Linked DNA regions of Danio rerio: all the other regions are linked to region 4. A link is a contact called in public Hi-C, HiCAR-type and HiChIP or PLAC-seq data. All regions are on one chromosome and are shown on one strand. Each heading gives the region's core, a stretch centred on a gene start, on an enhancer-like site or on the middle of the called end of the contact. The rest is flanking DNA. Distances are from core to core; before and after follow the strand shown.

What was found. A called contact is a pair of places that touch in the nucleus more often than the background predicts. HiCAR-type assays count read pairs that join an accessible place to other places. HiChIP or PLAC-seq counts read pairs in DNA pulled down with a chosen protein or histone mark.
Region 1: a contact with region 4 is called in an H3K4me3 HiChIP or PLAC-seq map of gastrula embryo, with 6 times the contacts expected there. The contact joins the promoter of si:dkey-174i8.1 here to the promoter of ndst2a in region 4. A contact is called at or near these places in 2 of 4 datasets of contacts at active chromatin or transcription factors (embryo and gastrula embryo).
Region 2: a Hi-C map of skeletal muscle shows a contact between it and region 4, with 4 times the contacts expected there. The contact joins the enhancer-like site here to the promoter of ndst2a in region 4. A contact is called at or near these places in 7 of 18 Hi-C or Micro-C datasets (caudal fin, embryo, skeletal muscle and 1 more) and 3 of 4 datasets of contacts at active chromatin or transcription factors (caudal fin, embryo and gastrula embryo).
Region 3: a HiCAR-type map of caudal fin shows a contact between it and region 4, with 9 times the contacts expected there. The contact joins the enhancer-like site here to the promoter of ndst2a in region 4. A contact is called at or near these places in 7 of 18 Hi-C or Micro-C datasets (caudal fin, embryo and hematopoietic stem cells) and 2 of 4 datasets of contacts at active chromatin or transcription factors (caudal fin and embryo).

What each region holds. Positions count from the first base shown.
Region 1 is chr13:25,248,981-25,252,681 of GRCz12tu, forward strand. si:dkey-174i8.1 reads left to right here and starts at 2,175. Exons shown (of 3, transcript XM_021480786.3): 1 at 2,175-2,668; 2 at 3,349-3,681. The coding sequence starts at 2,409.
Region 2 is chr13:25,221,496-25,224,963 of GRCz12tu, forward strand. It overlaps ndst2a (N-deacetylase/N-sulfotransferase (heparan glucosaminyl) 2a), which reads left to right. Exons shown (of 17, transcript XR_012389286.1): 5 at 1,573-1,660; 6 at 3,089-3,243. Among named protein-coding and RNA genes, the nearest start is that of si:dkey-174i8.1, 28 kb to the right of the region's middle. Within about 2 kb of position 1,341, at least 8 of the 62 cell types and tissues checked have an H3K27ac peak or open chromatin away from gene starts, as enhancers often do. A contact at or near this core is called in skeletal muscle, where this site is marked.
Region 3 is chr13:25,203,007-25,206,306 of GRCz12tu, forward strand. All of the region lies in intron 3 of ndst2a (N-deacetylase/N-sulfotransferase (heparan glucosaminyl) 2a), which reads left to right. It overlaps LOC137490475 (a long non-coding RNA gene), which reads right to left. Exons shown (of 2, transcript XR_011009971.2): 2 at 1,175-3,300. Among named protein-coding and RNA genes, the nearest start is that of si:dkey-174i8.1, 46 kb to the right of the region's middle. Within about 2 kb of position 1,440, at least 18 of the 62 cell types and tissues checked have an H3K27ac peak or open chromatin away from gene starts, as enhancers often do.
Region 4 is chr13:25,040,244-25,043,702 of GRCz12tu, forward strand. It overlaps ndst2a (N-deacetylase/N-sulfotransferase (heparan glucosaminyl) 2a), which reads left to right and starts at 1,775. Exons shown (of 17, transcript XR_012389286.1): 1 at 1,775-1,908.

The sequences.
Region 1 (3,701 bases), core at 925-3,424, 210 kb after region 4:
CATCCATCACCCACACTTCACCTTAATAAAATCAGGGAAAGAAAAGCAAATACACCATTTCTCATGACAAAAGCAGAGCAATATATCCCTTTTTGTTATCTTCCATTCATACAAAATCTATTTACAGAATTAAAGGATGAGTAGACATAATATTTCTAAAAATAAGCATGAAACTCGAGGTTTTGTAAAAGAAGTGCTTTTGGTTGAATAGGAGTTATATTCTATCAAATATCAAACAAATATATATTTTTATTTATGTAATTATCTCCACAATAAATATACCTTTAAAAATGTTAAACTTGTCGTTTTTATAAAAAAAAAAAAGAAAAAGAAATGTTATGTTGAAAAAAGTGAATACAACTAGTTTTCTTGTTTTGACGCATTAAGGTATGGCGCTAAGAAATAACTAAATTTTTTTTTGTTTTTTGTGGCAAGCAAAAAAAAAATTCCATTGAGCAAACACAAACTCCAGAAACACATCTGTGACATTGCAAAAATTGCCCAAAATAGAGCTTAAATATAGCTCTTGGATTTCATCTAAAATATCTTAATTTGTGTTCCAAAGATGAACAGGGGTTACAGGAGACTATAATGGCATGAAGCTGAATAAATAACACTCACTTTCCTCACCACAGCAGAATGAACCACCAACTACTCTGATAAATCTCTAACACAGCAGATGCCCTTCCAGCCGCAACTCAGCTCTGAGTGCTGGGAAACACCCACACACTTTCCCATTTACACACTATGGTCAATTTACTTTATCCAATTCACCTATACCACAGGTCTTTGGGCTGTTGGGGAAACTGGTGGAAACCTACGCAAACACTGGGAAACATGCAAACTCCAAACGACCAGCTGAGACTCTTGCTGGAACCATCTTGCTGAGGCAATTATGGTATCCACTTAGCCACCATTCCGCTCAAATAAAAACACATTTTTCATCTTTGGTTAAACCAACCCTTTAAAAATATGTAGTAAATAAACAAAAAAAAAATAAGAATAAAAAATGATCAACTTTACAGTAGCATTTGAAGCTAAGTTGACTCTTTTTAGTAAATCACCCTGTTACAGTGTCGAAAACAAATGTTTCTGTATCTTTCAAAGTGAAAATGGTCTTAAAAAGCTTAATTATGGTACATAAATTATGACATTGTTTTTTCATACAGGTTTGGGCCAACATGAGCGCAAGTGAACTATCCCTTTAATTGATATGCAGCTAATCAGTGCTTCATAGACTACATTCACATCGGTGTCAGTACAACAGATCAGTGCTTTTCAGTACTCATGTTCACATTTAACATCACTCAGCATGTATACACGGAAGTCAGCCTCTGTTCTAGGAACTCATTATCAGGTGAAGGCCTTTCTGTGGTTCTGGGATAATTAGAGGATCAATGAAACAATATGTTGGTTTTTGTCTCACCAGCACAGCTTTACTTGTGGTGTAATACACTTACCGTCCAGGTGGTGTCAACAGTGTATTCCCTGAATTCTTCATGATTCCAAAATTTCCAAGATTCCACTTCACAATAAGCTCTGAATGCACGTCATGCAGTAAAACTAGATTTAACTGTAATGTTAAGTTAACACAGGGTTTCTGTAGGGTCTTAATGTCTTAAATCTTAAAATCCAATTTTTAGGCCTTAAAAAGTCTTACATTTACTGAAATATTGTGCTGTAGGTCTTAAATCTTTTTTTTTTGAACAGGTCGTATTTTTCTTTGTTCATGTATTGCTGCTCAATCTGGCCAAAGATGCTAAAAATGTAATGTAAAATATTTTAATTTTTAAATAATAATGTATTATTGTATTTTTAAATGTATTAAATTATTTAAAAGAAATGTTGATATGGCAAAAAAAAATCTTTTTCATCTGGGTCATTTGAAAAATTTCTTAGTCTTTAGCCCTTTATGGGTCTAAAATTCCATTCATATTGCTCTCAAAATGTCTTAAAGTGTTAAATTTAACTCTGTGCAACCTGCAGAAACCATGTCACAGAATAATCTGTGAAAGTCTCAATTTGAAATAATCTTTGTTTTGCTTTTTACACTTGTATAGTCTGTAATCCTGATCCTGTGAGTGAGAGCTAGAGGAATGTAACATTGTCCTGTTAGAAGACAGCAGTGTTTACTTTTGGACAGTTCATAATGTTACTCAGACGTACAGTATACCATCCTAGCCTCACAAACCGAGAAGAACAAACTACAGGCAAGATTTCATTTATCAGCACTGGCTTAAAAAAATAGCATTTTTACTGGGGTGGAAGAACTAACTTTATGCACTATGATGGATCACAACAGCAAGCCTTTTCTATTAACTTGGCTTGATTCATTTGGAAGTCAACATTTACAACATTAAAAGTCGTTATTTAATAGACCAGTGAGGTGGTGGATTGACGTTCACATTATGGATGTGTTGGGACTCGGATTCTGCTTGCTTCTAGGACTAATACACACTATAGAAGGAAAGGTCGTCAAACGGGGTAGAGTTCCCCCACATATTGTTTTCGTGATGGTGGATGACCAAGGATACAATGACATAGGGTACCATGGCTCAGAGATCCAAACACCCGTGTTGGACCAGCTGGCTGGCGAAGGGGTGAAGCTGGAAAACTACTATGTTCAGCCCATCTGTTCACCCTCACGCAGCCAGCTTATGACTGGACGGTAAGAGACCCACTTTTTTGTTATAATAGCACGACTTGGTTAAACAAAACGTTAAACCATTTGTATTTTAATGAGAGACATACTATTAGACATAATCTTATTTAGATTATACTATTGCGTTTATATTTTATCACGTTCAATATTAGCAGGATTGTTGTTATGTTGTGATTAAAGGTAACACTTTATTTTGATGGTCCATTTGAGTATTAGTAGACCGTCTGCTTAATATCTGTTGAACTGACTATAAGAAACTTTTTAAGTACATATCAACTTACACTAACCCCAACCTCAACCTAACAGTCTACTTAAAATCTAATGAGAATTAGTTGCAATGTAACTTAAATGCAACATACAGACCATGAAAATAAAGAGTGACCTATCTTTTTGGTATAGACAAGGGTTCATTCTGGTCATGGAGTGCCCCACTACGCTGCAGAGCTTAGCTCCTGCCCTAATCAAAAACACCTTAAGCCTAAAGTTGAACTCCATTTGCACTTAATACATAAAAAGTTGCATGGAAATGAATGTATTAGCTGAGCAAACTAATCAAAGTCTTTGGAGGTCATAGAAAATGACAGGTCGCTGAGTTTGATCAGGGTATGAGCTAGACTGCATGGCAGATTTGAGAAACTCTTGATATGTGTTCTGTCTATCACATCACCGCTTATCTTCTGCTTCAGGTATCAGATCCATACTGGTCTTCAACACTCCATCATTCGTGCACGTCAGCCCCTGTGCCTGCCCCCTGACACGCCGACGCTCCCTGAGAGGCTCCAGGAGGCTGGCTACAGCACCCACATGGTAGGGAAATGGCACCTGGGTTTCTGTCGTCCCGAGTGTCTGCCAACAAGCCGTGGCTTTCAAAGCTTTCTTGGATCACTGACGGGCAGCGGAGACCATTTCAGCTTCCAAAGCTGTGACGGAACAGAGGCCTGTGGGTTCGACCTGCATGATGGAGACCGGCCGGCCTGGGAACTGAGAGGAAATTACTCAACAAGGCTTTACACTGAGAGGTGAGAGACTGCGTCCATTT
Region 2 (3,468 bases), core at 91-2,590, 180 kb after region 4:
ACTTGGTCCAAGATTTTTGTAATATTTGGATTAAAAACCAGACAAAAAGTAAGACAAGAATTTATTTTATGCATTTATATTATTTCATTTCTATACCAGTATACTGTTAGACTTTCCAGAAAATCGTCAAATAGAGCTATTAAAACCCTCTTAAACTGTATTCATTTTACAATATTTGTTGCAAAAAATAAAATATCACAGTATCAGATTCTTCCAATATCGTGCAGCCTTAGTATACGCAGTACGCAAGAATGTTGTCAGCTGTACTAGCAGAAGAGCTGATGTGTCAGGAAATGACTGTTTTTACTCGTGTCCACTGTCCAAATGTGATCTTTTTGCTCAATGTGACATTTGACTGGCATAGCTAGTGTCACTGGGTCACACTGCAGTAGAAGTCTGCAGTAAAATCCTGTCTTGAGCAATAGTTACTTAGGTTTAGAGATGGCCCCACTGACTATGGCAAGAAAATGGGATTCAGGGATTAAAATAAAATGTTTCAGACTATTCCAGTTGCGAGGCCGCAGTCTATTGTGATAGTAATGGTTGGTTGTAACTAAATCGGTTTTGACCCCCTAGCCTTTCTGTCCAAGCTTTCCTGACCAAGCAAAGTTATTGATCATAAAAAGGAAAACCACATTTCCTTTTTTTTTTTTTTTATTTAGGCAAGGTCATTTTATTTTCAGCCCAACGTTTCATTTCCTGTCAAAGTTGATTCACACTTACTGAATCTGTTCATTCTGGACATCAGCAATCTTGGATGGCTGGCAGATAAAAACAGCAGGATTATGACGACATGCTGAGCAAACACACTCAAGGCAGAACAAATATTGGATACACTCATACTCAGGGACACTGGCGGCTCTTAAATCAGCCCAAGATGCCATCTTTTCATTGCGAAGCTGCAGCCTTCTCTCCCCAGCAGCACGGCTTGATTTGTGATATTGCCGCAACTATCAGCCTCTGCTTTGTGTTAGATTTGTGCGGCAAACGACGCTATCTCTCTCCACTGTCTGATTTGTGCTGGAACAGTGCTGTAATTCGCTTATACCCCGTATCACTCTCTGGGTTTGAAGGGCTTGATGGCAGGATCATTCTGTATTTCAAGCCTCACAGCGCCGTCATTAGCTAGATGTGCGCAGTGATGCTAAGTTATGAAATGTGTTCATTTCGCAAGGATGAGTTTAGATTGATGTTAAGGCTGGGGCCTCATTCGGCACGTCTGACCTGCCCGTGGGTTGAGGAGATTTGAATGCAAATGTATATTTCACATCCCACTCAGTCTGTCGATCTGGCCAAGGGCCTGAAAGTTCTCCTTTTCTTCAGGAGGCTAAATTGTCACAGCACTGCCCTCTATTGGTGATTTTAGCTAATGCGCTTGTTAATGTCAATGTCTAAGGTAAAAAGTAGAGCTTCGGTTAATGCCACTGTTGATGTGTTTGCCTTCAAGCGTAGCTCAGAGTAAAGTCAAATGTTGTTGTTGTTGTTGTTTTTGGCAAGTGCTAATCTTTTTCAACAGGTTTTGGGAAGGTCTTTGATATCATTTTATTGAAGTGATAATTCTTCCTTTTCAAGGCTTTGCTCAACACACAGAATAAACTACGAACACTGGTTCCTGACTTCACCTTCAATCTTGGCTTCTCTGGGAAGTTCTACCATGCAGGTACATACTGTAATTTCTCTCTCTCTCTCTCTCTCTCTCTCTCTCTCTCTCTGTCTGTCTGTCTTTTCTGGTCTAGTCTTTTTATAGTTCTTCTTCATATTTGTTCTCACTGCAGAGGTCCTGATTTTTAATGTACATTTTTCAGATTTATTTCTTTATTTAGCATTTCATTTTTGCTCAGTCCTTTTTCTTGTTCCTATTATGAATTAAGTCACTTTTTTTAGTATAATTAAATATTGTTGCATAAAAATCTGTTCTGTTTAAAGTCAATTATTTCTATGATGGCAAAGCTAATGTTTCGTCAGTCCTTACTCTAGTCATCAATGGCATATGAGGATTCAGGATTCATTATAAAAGGCTTTATACTCGAGGAATGATTTTTATTGTTATCAATTTATAAAGCTGTAATTGAATCTATTTTTTGGAATAATTGTTTAACAATACATTTTTTAAATATTCTCTAAAGCAGGGGTTCTCAACCTTTTTCAATTCAGGGCCAATTTCTTTCTCCGATCAATTTTTGAAGGCCCAACTATCTGACATTTTCTCTAAAATATTTGTTTGAAATGCTCATTTAAAACTTTATTTATTAACATGAACAGTGTGTGTGTGTGTGTGTGTGTAATAAATATATATTTATATATATATATATATATATATATATATATATATATATATATATATATATATATATATATATATATATATATATATATATATATATATATATATATTCTATTATCAGAATTTTATTTAAAAAGTATATAATTTTATTTAAATTTTATTATATTTAAAACTAAATCTATATTATATATTAAAACTATCTACTATTAAATATCTACTATTAAGAAAATATACAGACAAATGTAAAATACAGTAAAGTTGTACTAGTTGCAGATGCGATCATGAGGCTGTTTTTGCAGCAAGTTTAAAGTAATCAATCAGAGAACAGAAGAGTGCATTACTTTGATCATTTTATTATAGCATATTAATAATGAAATCCAAAAATGATAATATAATATTGAGAGTTTATTTTAAAATCTCGGGCCCACCTGCAGGATCCCTGAGGCCTACTAGTTGAGAATCACTGCTCTAATGAATAGAAAGTAAAAAAAAAAAATACAAAATTCAGCATTATGTTGAAATACAAATTTTTTTGGTTGAACTCTAAGTCATTTACTTTCTACTCTTTAATTTAATAAGTCATCTTTTAGTGAAACTTTGATTAGAATAAAAATCTACTGACCCCAGATGTTTCAATGGTATTGTTTAAGACTTTTATACATTTTCTAATCAGCAAAATTTAACCCATCTAAAATGCATTGACAAAACCAAACAGTCTTTTATGAAGCTTTTTTTCATATTTTTTATATATATATATTTATATTTACTGTTAAACTTCAACAAAATGCACCTGTGTATTTGCAGGTACAGAAGAGGAGGATGAAGGAGATGACATGCTGCTGCAGCACCGGCATGAGTTCTGGTGGTTTCCACACATGTGGAGTCACATGCAGCCTCACCTCTTTCACAATGTCAGCGTGTTGGCAGAGCAAATGAGACTCAACATGCAGTTTGCACAGGTTAGTTGCTACTATTGATTGAAATGCCACTAACAGTGCCGAATAAAATTACAATCCTAATGTTAACAAAAAGGTATGCCAAACACTTGCATTATTTGGTCAAACAGTTGATTCAGTTTCAAATGGCGCTCTTTTAATTCCATGTCTTGAAAGGATATGCCCTTTTCATCTACAAAAGATTAAAATATTAAGCTTAGAGAGACAAAGAAATGGGTTTCTTCAATT
Region 3 (3,300 bases), core at 190-2,689, 160 kb after region 4:
ATTGATTACAATATTGACCAAAATAAGTGAAGTTTCATAAACTAAATTCGAGAGGAGCATGTGATATGATTGAGCACTGCTGGCCACTCATCCGTAATCAATAACAATCCAATCAGAGTGATCCTAGCTCACTATAAATGGATCATTTTTTCCTTACTGCTCTATCTTTGTTTTGGAAGAATCCCCCCTTCCACCCCATCTCCTCCTTTTCCCCCCTTGTTCTAAAAGGGGAGCTATCAAGACCTACCTGATCTCGGATCCCCTGATATGCTTATTGACCAGGCGGGAGCCTTGGGCTCAAATATCTCCGAGCTCAGGGTTCTCTCCCGGGACAGCATGCCAAACCTGCTTTAAATGCCAAGCGTATCTAAGTGGGAACTCTTGAATTGTGAGTATAATTGAGTAGCCCTAGATTTTAGTGCATAATGACTTATTTCAAAGCAGATGGATTAGGCAAGTTAGCCAACTACTAACGTCTTGACACAAATACCTGTACATCCTTAAAAATATTGGTTGTCCTCAAATAATTGCTTTCATAAGGCCAGTTGTGATTTGGCACAACTTTGACTGTCACCATTTCACATCCCATCCCATCCTATCTTAACATTGCAGCTCTTGTAAAACCTACATCCCAGTTTTTGTGGCTGTTGATTTAAGCCCGTCTCAGTTGTGTTGGTATCTTTGTCCTCTCCAGTTAAGTCTGGCTTGCTAATTGCCATCCTGTAATCCAACAATTAACAGAGGCTGCTCTGCAAGCATTATCAGGAGATCAGCAGCCAGCGACAGTGAACCCTGCTGGAGCTCTTCAGCATGCGGCTCACATCAGTAAATCAGCTTAGTTTGGGTAATTCCTTTTCACTCACTCATAATACATTCTGTTTTTGCACTATTTTCAGAGAGGCAGAGCGAGAGAGAAGCCGGCGTTCTCGAAAGCCAAACACAAGCAGGTTTTTATCAGCACCGCCGCCCTCATTCTCACATAGCACTCTGAGAAATGGACGGGTAAAATAAACACTTTAAAGACGTAGTTTAGCCACACTTCACATGCCCATTTGAAGTCTGAATGGGATGAAAAGCTGCAATTGCCTTTATCTCCGTCCACACTCAAAGAAATTCATAGACTTGATAGGCCGAGTTCAGCTCGGGAGGATTAAAATGGAACTGACGTCGAAGGTTTTGTTTGTTTTCATTTATTTTTTCCCATCTCAGCTGAGATCATAAATATGACAAAGACGACAAATGGTGGGGGGAGATCATCCTTACTACTCTGCTTTTTGTTCTGGCTGTGTTTCATGCACGGGAGTGAGTCTATTTGGTGTGTTATTCATGGTGAATAATCAGAGGGGGGCAGCGGCCTGTGGAATTTGACGGTCAGCATTGTGGTGTTTGGCTAGGGAGGGCTTGACCCTGGGGTTGCTGGGGCAGAGGGGCTGAGGAGAAGGTCCTCACGTGGTCCCTCTTCATCTCTTTGTCTCAAACGTTTGCGTTTCAGAAGGGGCGAGTATTGCTGTTGTCACCCTGCGGCCGTCTGAAATTCAGGGATTCAAAATTATAGCTCCGATTAAGCCACACTCTCCAGCTGTTTGTAAAACATTTCCTTTGATTAAAAATAAGCTCAGGTTTTTTTTTGCCATCCCCCACAGCTTGTAAATTCTATAAATAATTTGCATGTTAATTGCCCCACAGGATTGAATCCATCTAAAGATTTTTTTCCTGCTATTGAAGCGTTTTGTTATTGTAGAAGCACTCTGTATTTTTTCACTTGAAAATTGGATGTAGCAGGTAAGCTGCAGGCTCATTAAATTTCTCCACACATAGTAGCAGTTTAAAGTGCTCTTTTTTTACTTAGTATTGATTGAAGCAGTCTAGTTTTCTTGCTGGAGTGTGTATGTGTGTGTGTTTGTGTGTGTTTGTACAGGCAAGGCGCCCATGATGCCCAGAGGCCTGCACACCTGTGGCTCAAATACAGCATGACCTTGGAGCCTAATGATAGCCCCCTCCTCCACCTTGCCCAGAGCCCATATCTCTCTGCCCATTGTGCGTGGAAGCCCCCTGCTGGTCACTTTGTGCACTGCATCATCACTCCTGTACACTAATTAGGGCTGTTTGCCAAAGCAAGCATTACCATTTTCTTTTAGCTAGGGTTAGAGGCTGAAGCAGAGCCCTAACCACAAGTATTACAATTTGGCATGTAACATGTCCTGCAATATTTGTGCAATGGAAACCTCAAATCATGTGGTTTGTCTGAGAAGAGTTGCACTACTCTAAGACAGCAGGATTTACACTTGGCTGATTATAAAATGAGTGACTAAACCCCAAACACTTTATTGAAGTACTAGACCTTGGGTCATATATAGAGACCAGAACATAATAGAGACTTGGCAGTGGGCTTTTCTGACTTGGGTCATTGAGTAACCATTAAAAACACCCTAGCAACTACAAAGTAATAAACTTATACACCACGTGTAACTGTTTAGAAAACTTTTATTGTTTTTTTTTTATTTTAAATGTGTATTTATTTTTGATTTGGTATATTTCTGGTTTAGATCAAGTCTTATAGATGCATTTACTTGACAGCTGTTGTTGGATTGAGGGTGCAGCAGTCCAAGATACAGAACAAAGGCAGATTGAGTTGTTCTGTTGTAATTAGGTTAGAGTGAAAAGAAACCGGAGTGATGGAAATCTGAAACCTCACATGACCCATATACAAGCTCAACCAGTATAGGTTAGAGGTCAAAGGTCATATTGATCATGGGTCAGTGTGTGAGGCATGGCAGCCTTGCAGAGTAATTTATGCAGCACCACAAGAACTAGTTCTCTCTTGGTTCATATGCATGTAACAAAGTAGTAACATAGTAAGCTATCCAGGTGTCTTGCCATCACATTATCAGCCATTCTATTCACGAAAATGCAGTTTGTCAAAACCTGTGACCTGCCACGGGTGACAGGCAGATGTGATTTCGCAGCACTTTCAGTGAGAATAGCACAGGAAACTTGTTTTTGTGAATGTGTGGCAGATCTTGAAGGTGACAACATTTGTCTGCACCTCATCACGCCCCTGTCTAATCATTTTTCTTGCTCTCATACATGGTTCCACATTTACTCACTTTGTCATTTTGCCCTCATTCCGCCCCATTTACACAGCTCTCCATTAGCAGGAAGATCTTAGTGTCACACAATATTGAGGTGAGGCTTCCAGTTTTGCTGCTAATTTCAGAAGAGATCTAATGAATTTCATGCTTCTCTTAGTTTCACTGCCTCTCACACTTTGAGTACACATACATGCCAACAGTATTGAAA
Region 4 (3,459 bases), core at 525-3,024:
AACGCCACAGTGAAGCGAGATCAGCCATCGTAGCTGATCGTATAAAATGAATATTTAACTCGTTTACTTTTGCTTTCACTCATTTTAGTTTTCAGTCGTGACAAAGCACGAGTCTTCAAACATTATTTTTTACAACACGTTTTTAATTTTAATAGTTTAACTCATTTCTAATAACTAGTTTTTTATCTTTCTCCTGGAGACGATCTGTGCGTAATAAAAGTCCCTTTAAGTATTCAAGTAATGTCTTTGATTCAGATTAAAGTGTAATTTAAAGACTTAACTAGGTTATGTTAACTAGGAAAGTTCGAATAATTAGTCAAGTTATTGTATAACTAGTTTGTTGTGTAGACGATCAAAAATATACAGTAAATATTTCTTAAGGAGGCTGATATTGCTGACCTTATTATTTTTTTTAAAACTGCTTTTATTCAAGAGATAAACTATAGCAAATGAGACTTATTATGACTCCAGAAGAATTAGTTTTGTTTTATAGGAAATACTGTGAAATTTTCCTTGGTTAGTTAAAAATCACTTGGAAAACACTATTTTAAATTAACGGGAGGAAAAAAACTTGACTTCAAAACCATCTGTTAAAGTTTTCAGGTGCAAAATGTGCCTTAATGTACTTGAATGTTAAAAATGTGTTATCCTGCACCAATACAAAGTTGCTTGTCAAACAAATTAAGAAGGAAGATTATTTTGAATGATCTTGTTTATGAAGACTGCAGAGTGCTGCATAAAAGAGACCGAATAATGAAGTAGTTTGTGATGTATGTTAAAGTGTCCCTCTAAAAGTACAAGTGGCCCCTGCCCAATTTTTAACCTGAATTAATCCAGTATTCAGATTATAATGCTAGAAATGTTTGCAAATTACTGCATATTTATTAAAAATAGTATGTGATTTGCATATTTCAACATTTTAGAAAACTTGTGAATTAAAGCTGTTCTTAATATAATTAATCATCTGGGAAAGTAAAGTGTAATTAGTAACTAGGACTTTTTACCCTATTCACCTGCATTGCCTTAAAAAGAAGAAGAAAAAGCTGTTCTCGTATATTTGAACGGTAGTGTTTACGGTGTGTTACTGAGTATCTGGAATGCACCTTCTAAAAACAACCACAGCTTGGAGTGAATCAACATTGCACTGAGGGTGTTTCCATCGCCTGGGGGCGCTAGGAGGTTAAACATGGAAACCACTATGGTTGTTGTGGTCTATTGGGAGATTCCTGCTATCTTTATACACGGACTGACTTTTCAACGCTTTTTTTTATTCAATCAAGCAGTTATTTCTGTGCTAAAAAAACAAACTAATTTGTTAATGGTAAACTATACTTGTTTAAACATATTGTAAACCGTGTCCCCAAAGCACTTTAAAGTATGTAGATGAATCATGCGATTTAATAAAACAAGCGTGTGAATATTTTATATGATAAGAAAGAATACACTGGTTCTTGTTCGGGCCCCTACCTGAAAAATTCTGCTCGAGAGAGGTGAGCTCTGTTGGAAACAAGTCTTTGAAATTTGACCGCCCTGCAGGGGCTAAATTCAACACAATTATTTCTTTAAGCGTGTCAGTCAGTATATTTTGTTAAAAAAACTCCAAAATTTTCTTTAAAACACATCAACACGTCGAGCTAAAGAATCACATTTTGCAGTACTTTCTGATAATCGCATGTGAAAATTCTGATTTGCCGGCTATTCCCCCCCATTCGATGGCCTGAATTGGTTCGTTCCAGAGTTTTCGGTAGGTAGAGCGTTTCGAGCCAACAGCAGCATCATAGCCGAGTGAAGATGGCGGCTCAGAGAGTGATGCTGTCAACGAGAGTTTGAGTTCGCTTCTCATTTTTTTAACTTAATAAACATTTGAGGATCTTTTTACGGATAGCCGTATCAAAGGAAACTGTATCGGTGAGTCATGTGTTTTTTTTTTTCCTGAAAAGAAGCGCCTTTGCCTCTTCTGAACTGAAGAAATGCTACGGCTAGCCGCGCTAACCTCGTTCCGAGGAAAATCAGAGCACCCACTTATCAACGTGCTTTGCTTAAACCCCCTTTAGCCTACAAATACACGAGTATAGTTTTTAAACAGTATACTTTAACTCTGTCAAATGCATGTTGTTTTGACAAAAGTACGTTTTAACCGCCGAATAGACTGTTGGAGCCGCGGTGGAGTTGAGTTTTGCAGTTTAGTTGAAGTTTCGAATAGTCTGAGATTTTCATGTTCACATCCAGCAAAGGTTTACATGATGTAAATACTTGTAAACATTCATAACCCAGCGCTTTCCTGCTGTTTTAATATGCAGTAAGATGGTCAAAGTGTTTGAGAGCGTAAGCGTGAGTTTCAGAGCAGCTGGGACAAAAGCAAAGCGGGATGCTTGTTGCTGTTAAATGCTTGTGTTTTCTCTTCGACTTTATGGACAGATTGAGGCTGCACTGGAACCTTTTACGTCGTACATAGAAAATCCGAGTAACACTGCCAGTTTGTGCCATGGAGACTCGTTTTGGGCAGTAATGAATTTTGCATGGGCTTCAGTCAATGCTCTGTTCTCTTTAATATGAGAGTCAAGAATACATCTCGTGTCAGGCTGTGCCGCACAGCTGTGTTGCTGTTAGAAATCTCTTTAAAATGGTCACTCGGTGCATTCTGAACGTTAACCGAATCTGCTGTTTGGTTGGTGGGACTTCTAACTTTTTTTAAAAAAAATTTAGATTTATAATTTGCATCGCTACTTAGTTTATATAGTTATTTTTGCTCATGTTTTGGTTCTACTTTAGGCAAATACTCCACTTTATTTGTGTTTTTGTTGACGTTGAATACGTCCTTTTGACATTCCCATCAATGATATTTTAGAAATAAGTGCACGTTTATTTTAATGCATAAAAAGGTCAAGTCATAATTTCATTTCAAAAACAGTGAAACAGTAATGCAGTTTTTATGCTGGAATTTGCAACTTGTTATTAAACATGATATTTTATTTTTATGAGTGATCGTGAAATGTTTTTCTTAGCCCTGAGGCTATTTTAGGCTGAATACTTGTTGATCTAGTGAGTTACGTGCAAAGAGAAGCCTTTTACTGCAATTATATCTCTTTGAGCTTTTGTTTTTGTTGCGTAATACAGACTTTGCACAATACACATGTCCTCTGCTGCTAGTTCAATTTTTAATTAGGAAAGTGTTTTAATTCCCTAATTAATTATAATTAAGAAATACATCTGTCTTGTGATTCAATAAAATTAGCTTTTTGACCATATAGAGTTTGAAGATGTTCAAATTATTTGTGGAGTAGGGGGAGCGGGGCACAAAGTAACACTTTAGTTTTGGCCAAATAATGAACAAAGTAATGAAGTTAGACACACAGTTCTTATTTTTTATTAATTTTATTTTTTTTTACCAACAACACACAAGCCTCTCCTACAAAAGAGCATTGGTTGTATGATTGCCTTTAGTTTCTGTGCAGTAGT